Regions from separate parts of the Macaca mulatta genome. Here region 2 is linked to region 1. The links are chromatin contacts, called in public Hi-C maps. All regions are on one chromosome and are shown on one strand. Each heading gives the region's core, a stretch centred on a gene start, on an enhancer-like site or on the middle of the called end of the contact. The rest is flanking DNA. Distances are from core to core; before and after follow the strand shown.

What was found. Hi-C and Micro-C count contacts between places; a contact is called where the count stands out from the background.
Region 2: a Hi-C map of liver shows a contact between it and region 1, with 3 times the contacts expected there. The contact joins the promoter of CPLANE2 here to the promoter of SZRD1 in region 1. A contact is called at or near these places in 3 of 14 Hi-C or Micro-C datasets (CD4 T cells, cortical neurons and liver).

What each region holds. Positions count from the first base shown.
Region 1 is chr1:224,668,797-224,674,353 of T2T-MMU8v2.0, forward strand. SZRD1 (SUZ RNA binding domain containing 1) reads right to left here and starts at 3,018. Exons shown (of 3, transcript XM_015121362.3): 1 at 2,953-3,018. The coding sequence starts at 2,996. It also overlaps the pseudogene LOC100423571.
Region 2 is chr1:224,785,242-224,790,798 of T2T-MMU8v2.0, forward strand. It overlaps CPLANE2 (ciliogenesis and planar polarity effector complex subunit 2), which reads left to right and starts at 2,910. Exons shown (of 8, transcript XR_013407320.1): 1 at 2,910-3,063; 2 at 3,200-3,478.

The DNA of each region.
Region 1 (5,557 bases), core at 1,768-4,267:
AAGAAAAAAAAAAAGGAAAGGAAAAGAAAGAACACCCAATTTGCAAATTTCCACATGTCCCCAGGTAGAGAGGGAGCAGCAAAATGCTAGAGAAAAAAAACTCCAGCCTTGAAATCAGATAGGCTTGGGATCAAATCCCAGCTTCCCCCACTTATTATCTGTGTGATCTTGTGCGAAACCTCCATTTCCTTGTCTATAAAAGGAGGACAATGCCTCAACAGGTTGTTTCAAGGATTCAATTAAATAAGATATATTAGAGAACCTGCATTTTGGCAGAGGTGTTCATGATGCCAATAAGGCAAAGTTTGTGTTCCACTTCTGTACTTTTTTTTTTTTTGAGACGGAGTTTCACTCTTGTTGCCTAGGCTGGAGTGCAATGGCATGATCTCAGCTCACTGCAACCTCCGCCTCCCAGGTTCAAGCAATTCTCCTGCCTTAGCCTCCCAAGTAGCTGGGATTACAGGTACGTGCCATCACATCCGGTTAATTTTTGTATTTTTAGTAGAGATGAGGTTTCATTATGTTGGCCAGGCTGGTCTCAAACTCCTGACCTCGGGTGATCCACCCACCTCAGCCTTCCACGGTGCTGGGATTACAGGTGTGAGCCACAGCACCTGGCCGTGGTACATTTTTAAAGGATATTACTAAAGTAAAGGATAGTAGAAAGAACACTGGCTTTCTGCCTCCGCTGCTGCCATGGTTCCTGTGAAAAAGCCTCTGGTGAAGGGGGGCAAAAAAAAGCAGCAGGTTCTCAATCTCAAGTTCACTCTTGATCGCACTCACCCCGTAGAAGATGGAATCATGGATGCTACCAATTTTGAGCAGTTTTTGCAAGAAAAGATCAAAGTGAACAGAAAAGCTGAGAACTTTGGTGGAGGGGTGGTGACCATTGAAAGGAGTAAGAAGCAAGATCAACGTGACATCTGAGGTGCCTTTCTCCAAAAGGTATTTCAAATATCTCACTAAAAAATATTTGAAGAAGAATAATCTACGTGATTGGTTGCTCCTAGTTGCTAACAGCAACGATCGTTACAAATTACCTTACTTCCAGATCAACCAGGACAAAGAGGAGGAAGACAAGGATTAAATTTCATTTATCTGGAATATTTCATATAAGTTATTAAATAAAACTTGGGAACCAAAAGAAAAAAGAAAGAACACGGGACAAGCATTAGAAAGACCTAAGTCTCTCAATCTCACATTTCTAGGCTTATTCAGCTGTTAAATGGGGGACTGCACTAGCTAATTTCTAATTGACTTCACCATTCTGAAAAAGAAAAGTAAGCCCCAATTTCTGCTGAATCCTATTCATCTTTGTTCATTGGCCTCCAACTTCTCTAACATGAGGAACTTATGACCCTTTGAAACAGGTGGGGAAAACCAAAGAAAGGCCAAGATGCCCAAGAAACGTATAATTTGCATGACATTAAAATTGTAAGCCAAGCTTTTTTATAGGGGATGACATGAGGGGTGTCTGGATGATTCACTCAGATTAGTGGTAGGCAGTAAACGCCTGTGCCGAAAATATTGCATTTTCTGGCACAAAGTTACTGGTAAGAACACTGTCTAGCATATAGCTGACACTCAAAAATGCGGGCTGAATGAACAAGGAGCCAACTGACACCTGTTACTCCCTATAAAATCTTTAACTTTCTTTACTTAAGCCAAAACTCAAGAAAGATGGCTGTCACATTAAGAACGCTACTAAATATCCTCTGAACGAACTAATCCTTCAAATTCTCAATTATGCTAAATGGAAAAACATAAACAACCGTGAGAGAAATGCTGAACCAGCGGAAAAACTTCAAAGTCAAGTTTCAACATTCCCCATTCCCGTAGAGCTAGATACACCCACTGACTGCTGCCAGGGTCAATTTCCCGGCCTCTTCCAGGGCTCACAAGCACCCTCAAAAAGCGCTTAGGAAAAAAAACCCAGCGCCTACTCTACCCTGGTACACTCGACTCCTCACACACGTAAACCTTTAAGGTGGATGTCAGTGGAGCCAGCATTGAACAGACACGAACACGAGGAGACGAAAAAGGCATCTCCCCATCTTCACCACAAACTTTGAAAAGACCAAATTATTCACGAATCTAAGAGAATTCACAGATCCTGTTTGAGATAAACTATTTTCCTACAGTTTCTGGAGGCAAACAAAAACTCCCAAAACAAGTCGAACGGTCCATCTCCCCACTCCTTTCCCAGGAATGCGGCTGTTTTACATATCACACCCCTCCCCCGGACTCCGACAAGCGCACTCCTAGACCCTCCCAGGGCCTCGGATCGCTGAGTGGCAGAGGGGCTGCCCGCAGAGCTTTCGGTTGCTTTGGCAGTGTCCCCGTGAGACCTGCCTGCCTGCCCACAAACTCTTCTTGGAGTAAAAGTGAAAGACAAAAAAACCCAGACTCGCCCACCGTGACGGATGGTGGGGGATTTTAGCAGAGTTGAGTAGCCCAAAGAGGACTCAACTTCCCCCCACCCCCCGCCCTCGGCAGCCTCCTCCCGCTTTCCTGCGAAGCCGGACGTGCGTCCCGGGTCTGCGCAAGCCCCCCCACCCACCCACATGGTGTGTCCCTCCCCGTCAGACCACATGAACTTTAAAATGGTGCCTCGGGCGACAGGGCCCGTCGGAAAGAGTCACAGAGGCCTGGGGCCAGCGAGCGGGCGCGGGGGGTCAGGAAAGGAGGCCCCAAGTGGCGGGTGGAGCGCCCCGGGTGACGCGCGCGTTAGTGGGCGGAGGGAGGCGCACCAGGCAAAGGAAAGGAGAGAAATGGATCGCGGCCCCTTTAAGAGGCCTTCACGGCACTCAGGAACTGGGGGCCTCTCCTCCACCCCCAGCCCGGCGTGTGGGGCCCTTCCTTGGGGAGAACTATCTCCAGACCCGCTCCCCGGAGGCTCCCCTCACGCCAGGTCGCGCCCGGCCCTGCCCTGGGGCGGCGGCTCCTCCTTACCCCGCTGTCTGCCGCCTCTTCCCAGCTCTCAGCGACCTCCTCATCTTCCATCTTACTCGCCGCTTTCCCTCCTCCCCAACCCCCTCCCCGCGCCTGCGCTTTGAAGCGCGCCTCCGTCGCGGGCGCAGGCACGCAAGGCTTTACTCAAAGGACCCCGCCCGCTGCCTAGCCCGGAAGAGGCGCCAGGCAAGGTCCCAAGAGTACATTGGGGCAGCCATCTTGGAAGGGGGCAGAGAAGGCGGAAAGATGCCATCTTTCTTAAGGGCCAACGCGTTATCCGTCTTACAGAATGGGAGTTCAAGGGAAGTCATCATCTCGAGTACCGGAAGTGTGTTCTTGGGAACCATCTTTTCTAAGGGCAGGCACTTAAAACTTTTTTTTCTTTTAAAGTGAGTCGTAGTTTTCCTAAACTACAGATAATGGTATCTTCATAATTCTGAAAACATTTTTAAACACCAACAAATCATGAAAAATATCTGCTCATGCAGAAAACATTTTATTATTTCTGATAGGGTGAAAATGATTACATTATTTCCTGCTCATAAAGCAGTATTCTAATCATTTATTAACACCATATCCGCTATCGTAAGGTAAAGACGGTAAAAGATAATATTGCACCTCAGCTGGGACAACCAGTGGGATTCCCAGCTACTAAAGTTCTCCTGGGTCTTTAATGGTAGATAATAAATACGTTAGTTTTACCTCTGAAAATTATTGGCCAGGCACGGTGGCTCACGCCTGTAATACCAGCACTTTGGGAGGCCGAAGCAGGCAGATTACCTGAGGTCAGGAGTTCAAGGCCAGCCTGGCCAACATGATGTAACCCGTCTCTACTAAAAACACGGGGTGGTGGCGCATGCCTATAATCCCAGCTACTCGGGAGGCTGAGGCAGGAGAATCGCTTGAGCCAGGGAGGCAGAGGGTGCAGTGAGCCGAGATCATGCCACTGCACTCCAGCCTGACCAACAGAGTGAGGCTCTGTCTCAAAAAAAAAAAAAAGAAAAAAAAAAAAAAGCCCGGGCGCGGTGGCTCACGCTTGTAATCCCAGCACTTTGGGAGGCCCAGGCAGGCAGATCACAAGGTCAGGAGATCGAGACCACGGTGAAACCCTGTCTCTAATAAAAATACAAAAAATTTGCCGAGCGCGGTGGCGGGCGCCTGTAGTCCCAACTACTCAGGAGGCTGAGGCAGGAGAACGCCGTGAACCTGGGAGGCGGAGCTTGCAGTGAGCTGAGATCACACCACTGCACTCCAGCCTGGGGGACAGAGGGAGATTACGTCTCAAAAAAAAAAAAAAAAGAGGCCGGGCGCGGTGGCTCAAGCCTGTAATCTCAGCACTTTGGGAGGCCGAGACGGGCGGATCACAAGGTCAGGAGATCGAGACCACAGTGAAACCCCGTCTCTACTAAAAATACAAAAAATTAGCCGGGCGCGGTGGCGGGCGCCTGTAGTCCTAGCTACTCAGGAGGCTGAGGCAGGAGAATGGCGTGAACCCAGGAGGCGGAGCTTGCAGTGAGCCGAGATCGCGCCACTGCACTCCAGCCTGGGCAACAGCGTGAGACTCCGTCTCAAAAAAAAAAAAAAAAAAAAAGAAATTATTTATGTGAGGCCGGGCGTAGTGGCTCACGCCTATAATCCCACTTTGGGAGGCAGAGGCGGGCAGATCACCTGAGGTCAGGGGTTCGAGACCAGCCTGACCAACATGGAGAAACCCTGTCTCTACTTAAAATACAAAATTAGTCACGAGGTCGGGAGATGGAGACCATCCTGGCTAACACGGTGAAACCCTGTCGCTACTAAAAAATACAAAAAACTAGCCGGGCAATGTGGCGGGCGCCTGTAGTCCCAGCTACTCCGGAGGCTGCGGCAGGAGAATGGCCTAAACCCGGAAGGCGGAGCTTGCAGTGAGCTGAGATCCGGCCACTGCACTCCAGCCTGGGCGACAGAGCGAGACTCCATCTCAAAAAAGAAAAAGAAAAAAAAAAAAAATTAGCCAGGCATGGTGGCACATGCCTGTAATCCCAGCTACTCGGGAGGCTGAGGCAGGAAAATCGCTTGAACCTGGGAGGCAAAGGTTGCGGTGAGCCGAGAGCACGTCATTGTCATTGCACTCCAGCCTGGATAACAAGAGCGAAACTCCATCTCAAAAAAAAAGTTATATGTGGCTGGGTGCAGTGGCTTATGCCTATAATCCCAGCACTTTGGAAGGGTGAGGCGGGTGGATCACTTGAGCCCTGCAGTTTGAGACCAGCCTGGGCAACAAGGCAAAAGCCCATCTCTACTGAAAAAAAAAAAGGTGTGTGATCTTACGCAAGTTACATAAGGATTCTATGTCTCAGTTTCCCCAAGTGTATACATTAGAGATAGCTACTTCGAAAGTAGATTGTAAGAATTTAACCAGTTACTATGCTGAAATGCCTAGAACAAGAGTCATAAGGGTTAGCTATTATCATTATGGGAGTGTCTCGTCTGCCCGAGGAAGATCTGTAACTGTGACTTCTGTAATCATCCTTTCTTTCTTAAAATATAAGGGCGAGGAGATGTCAGGCGTGGTGGCTCACGCCTATAATCCCAACACGTTGGGAGGCCGAGGTGGGCGAGTCAC
Region 2 (5,557 bases), core at 1,660-4,159, 120 kb after region 1:
GGCAGGAGAATTGCTTGAGCCTGAGGAGGGTGAGGCTGCAGTGAGCTGAGATCACACCACTGCCCTCTAGCCTGGGTGACAGAGTGAGACAGGTGGCGCGTGCCTGTAGTCCCACCTACCTGGGAGGCTGAGGCAGGAGAATCGCTTGAACCCCAGAGGCAGAGGTTGCAGTGAGCTGAGATTGTGCCACTCCAATCAATCCAGCCTGGGTGACAGAGTCAGACTCTGTCTCAAAAAAAAAAAAAAAAAAAGTAGATAAGAGACAAAAGATTGCATTCTTTTGAGTCCTTGATCAGCCTTCCACTAAATACATAATTTATTTTGTTTATTTATTCAGCTCTGTTACCCAGGCTGGAGTGCAGTGATGTGATTCTGCTCACTGCAACCTCAACCTCCCAGGTTCAAGCAATTCTTCTGCCTCAGCCTCCTGAGTAGCTGGGATTACAGGCACCTGCCACCACAGCCGGATAATTTTTGTATTTTTAGTAGAGACAGGGTTCACCATGTTGCCCAGGCTGATCTTGAACTCCTGAACTCAGGTGGACCGCCCACCTCGGCCTCCCAAAGTGCTGGGATTACAGGCATGAGCCACCGCGCCCAGCCTTTTTTTGTATATTTTTAGAGATGAAGTTTTGCCGTGTTGCCCAGGCTGGTCTCAAACAGCCTCCCAAAGTGCTGGGATTACAGGTGTGAGCCACCGCACCTGGCCCCAAGAGGACTTTACATCTTCTCTGGGTTCCAGATTAACGGGCATGTTACTCTGCCAAGTTGCTTCATCTTCTCACACGCTCACTGAGCCCTCCACGAACCAAGGACAGGGGTGGATGTGAAGTCTGGAAATCCAGAGATAGTTTAGATCTGAGCCCTGCCACTGAGTCACTCCTGGCCCATGGAGACAACTGTGAATCTCCCTGACTGGGCAGATGTGATGATAGCTGTAGGAACGGGAACCATGTGACCCGGAAGTATGGGCAAAGGATTTCAACTGCAGAATTCTGTAGAAATGTTTATTCATCTTGTTTTTCTGCCTAGCCATAGTGTGAGCAAGTTGAGAGAAAGCACTTTGTCTTACACATCCCCGTCCCCTCTCAGACATAATGGGCCTTACACATCCTTGTCCCCTCTCTTAGGACATAATGGGCCTTAAAAATCTGAGTTCATAGTCCTCTGGCTGCTTTCTGCTTCCCTAGGAACAGCCCTCCTAGTGGCTAGGGGCAAAGTTTTAAAAACACAAAACCCAAACTGGTAGAACAGATAGGTACTTTAGAGTCAGGTAAGCATGAAGCGTGGGTTTTTTGTTTTTTGGTTTTTTTTTTGACAGGGCCTGGCTCTGTCGGTCAGGCTGAAGTACAGTGGCATGATCTCGGCTCACTGCAACCTCCATTTCCCGGGCTCAAGCAATCCTCCCATCTCAGCCTCCAAGTAGCTGGGACTACAGGCATCCACCACTGTGCCTGGCTAATTTTTGTATTGTTTTGTAGAGACAGGGTCTTACTATGTTGCCCAGGTTGGTCTTGAACTCCTGAGCTTAAGCAATCTGCCTGCCTCGGCTTCCCAAAGTGCTGGGATTACAGACGTGAGCCACACACCAAACCAGCTGTGAGTTCTGAGTCGGTTTCATGCTGACTAGCTGTGCAGTGTGACCTCAGACAAGTCATGTTATGTTTCTGAATGTCTTCATCAGTACAAGAGGGTAATACTACTTATACAGATTTGTTTATAGAATTAAATCTAGGCCGGGCGCGGTGGCTCAAGCCTGTAATCCCAGCACTTTGGGAGGCCGAGACGGGCGGATCACGAGGTCAGGAGATCGAGACCATCCTGGCTAACACGGTGAAACCCCGTCTCTACTAAAAATACAAGAAAATTAGCCGGGCGAGGTGGCGGGCGCCTGTAGTCCCAGCTACTCAGGAGGCTGAGGCAGGAGAATGGCGTGAACCCGGGAGGCGGAGCTTACAGTGAGCCGAGATCGCGCCACTGCACTCCAGCCTGGGGCACAGAGCAAGACTCCGTCTCAAAAAAAAAAAAAAAAAAAAAGAATTAAATCCAGTGACCTCTGTAAAGCTCCCAGTGTCTGGCATTTCGGTGGCCTTCGGTAAAGCTTAACTCCTAGATTATTCCTTTCAAAACAGTGATTTGCCCTACTTGAAGGCATTGCGGGAGGATAATGGTAAAAATTAAATGTAATAGACAAACTCTCAGTAGTGACCCACCTGTACCCTTTCCAACCAATGGGCATTTACTGAGCACCCACCTTCTGGGTAACAGGCCTGGAATCCAGTGCTGGAACGGTGGAGGGGAGCTCAGAGTTTCAGAGCTGAAAAGTCAGCCCCAGGAGGGCAGTGACTTCTTGTTGGCCACTGTATTCCCAGCCCTTAGAATGGGCCAGGCACATAGTAGGTGCTCAGTATTTGTTGAATGAATGAATGAATGAATGAATGAAAAATACAATCCAGCGGGCCTCTGACTCTTTTTTTAAAAGTTCAGCCAAGTCCCTTGACCTCTCTGAGCTGGTGTGTGTCCCCATCAGTGAAGCTAGAGATGTTTAAGTCATCTCGAGGTCCTGCCGAGCAGGATTAATAGAGCAATAATATTAATAATAGCTACAATCATAACGTGGAGCACTGCTATGGAGGGAATGACATGTTACATCCACGTTATGGAAGAGGAAACTGAGACACAGAGAAGCATGGAAGGCTCCTGGAGAAGGGGGGGTTTCAAGATGTTTTGGAAGAAAAACTGGGGATCAGACGGAGTAGCAGAGAAGAGGATCCACGACCCAGAGGAAAAGGCCTTATCCAGCGCCGTCGCGCGGCGCTGCCTGCGGACGTTGTAGGAGGGACTAACGCAGCCCGGAACCCGCCCAATCCAGCCTCCGGCGTCTCCATGGCAACAACCTCTGCACATGCGCCGCGAGCACCGGCGCCTGAGCTGCCAGCACGGGCAGAAGCCGGACGCAGGCGGGGCGGAAGCGGGCCTGGCGGGCTGGGGCGATGGGCGCGCGGGTGGGCGTTTAAAGGGGCCTTCGGCACCCAGGTTGTTTCGCCGCCGGGAATGCTGACGGTGAGGGCTAGGTAGCCCCGGGAGTTGGGATCTAGAAGGTAGAGGAGAAGCAGGGCTGTCTGACCCCCGGAGGTGACAAGGGGAGAGGGGCTGGGTAAATACCTTCGCTAGGCAGTAATGGGATGACTATCCCCAGGGAGCACTGTGGAGGAGAGAGGCAACTGAGGGACTGCACTTTCTGGTACCCACCGGGAGAGTCAGCGTTTAAGAGGGATCATAGGCCCGGCTTGGTACGGTCACCCCCCTTCGCACTCCCTGGTCTCAGCATTCTGCCACTTCCCTACCCCGTCGCGGTGCCCAGCCATGGCCAGACCTCCCGTGCCCGGTTCGGTGGTTGTCCCAAACTGGCACGAAAGTGCTGAGGGCAAGGAGTACCTGGCTTGCATTCTGCGCAAGAACCGCCGGCGGGTGTTTGGTAAGTGCCTCCCCCTTTCCTCCAGCCCGCCACTTGTTTCTCCCTGCCAGTGTCACCTGTTGCTCTCTGAAGAGAGCAGAGAGGCAGGGCAGTGAGGGCCTGCTGCAGTCTTCAGCCTGGGGGACTGAAAGCCCTACCTCTGGGACCCCCCACCCCTAAGTCTCCTTAGAGCTAATTCCCTCGTCAGAGCCAGGAACATGGAAACAGCAGAAACCCTGCCAGCAACCACTGTCACCAGAGATGCAGTTGCTTGAGCTCTCCGCTGCTGCCAGGCCCTCTGTTGGGCTCGTTACACAGTGCACGCCCATTTAACCTCTCAACAGCACATGGTACAGACTTGGCTAATATCACACCCTAATAGAGGTGAGCCTCTTCCATGTCCTGCTGTCTCTAGGATGAGACACTGGTGTTCCCCATCACTGAACTGCCTGGGTGAGTCAGTTCAGTGAAACTCAGGCAGGGCCCGGCTGACAGGCCGGCAAAGGTGCCTGGAATCAGCTGTGGAGTACAGTTCTGGGCAGGAGAAGCAAGGTGCCAGAAAGCTTAAGACCAGAGAGTGAGATAGCTAGAACCAAAATTTGTGAATAAGTCAACTGTTTAAAAAAAAATTACACTAGATTCAAAATACGACCCTCACGCCTGTAATCCCAGCACTTTGGGAGGCCAAGGTGGGCAGATCACCTGAGGTCAGGAGTTCAAGACCAGCCTGGCCAACATGGTGAAACCCTGTCTTTACTAAAAATACAAAAATTAGCCGGGCATGGTGGTGCGCATCTATAATCCCAGCTACTCGGGAGGCTGAGGCAGGTGAATCACTTGAACCCAGGAGGCGGAGGTTGCAGTGACCCTAGGTCCAGCCATTGCATTCTAGCCTGGGTGACAAAAGCAAAACTCCATTTCAAAAGAAAAAAAAAACAAACCCTCGATTATGGCCACTGTCCCTTTAATCCCATGACGGCTGGTAACACTGTATTTGGGGTTACACATACCCAGGTAAGTGACCCAGGCTCCACCACTGCTAGCTGTATGACTGGGGATAAGTGAACTCTAGCTAAAGTCCCACTTCTGTAAAATGGGGATAATCACAGTATTTATCCCATAGAGGTCCTGGGGAAATTGATAAAGAGTGTGTTTGTAACATACTGAGCAGGGTCTGGCATACAGTGGGTGTTCACTGAAGGTTGGTTGTTATTGTATTTATTTTGCATTTAGTTGTGTTGAGTGGAAAAGAATTGAGTGAAGGTTGAGCTGATTTTCTGGGGACATCATAGAATCCACTGACCATATTATCTATGCCACAGATAGGATCAAACAGCCATAACTTAGAGGAATGGCAGTGATGGCTTTTAATTTTTGTGTTTTTACTTTAACCACAGACATTTGGGTTTTTTTCTTTTTTTTAACAGCTGGGTTTATGCACCCGAATGTATCATTCAGTGGTTGTCATGCAGGCCTCACAAGAAACAGCTAGTTGAGAGCAGCTAGTAAATAAATATCAACAGACTGACTATAATCACTTAGGCCAGTCTCTTTGTATCCCAGACTTCTGTAAAACTGGGTTGAGTATTAAGAGCCACAGATGGGGCTGGGCACAGTGTCTCACACCTGTAATCCCAGCACTTTGGAAGGCTGAGGCAGGCAGATCACCTGAGGTTGGGAGTTTGAGATCAGCCTGACCAACATGGAGAAACCCCCTGGCTACAAAATTAGCCAGGCATGGTGGCGCGTGCCTATAATCCCAGTTACTCGGGAGGCTGAGGCAGGAGAATCACTTGAACCCAGGAGGCTGAAGTTGCAGTGAGCTGAGATCATGCCATTGCACTCCAACCTGGGCAACAAGAGCGAAACTCCATCTCAAAAAAAAAAAAAAAAAAGAACCACAGATGGTTGCTTAGCCCTGAAGAAGCCATTAGAAACGAGGTTGTCCTTGGCTGCGTGTGGTGGCTCATGCCTGTAGTCCCAGTACTTTCGGATGCCAAGGTGGGAGGATTGCTTGAACCCAGGAGCTCAAGACCGGCCTGAGCAACACAGTGAGACCCCATCCCTATTAAAAATAGAAGGTAAAGAAAAAAAATAAAA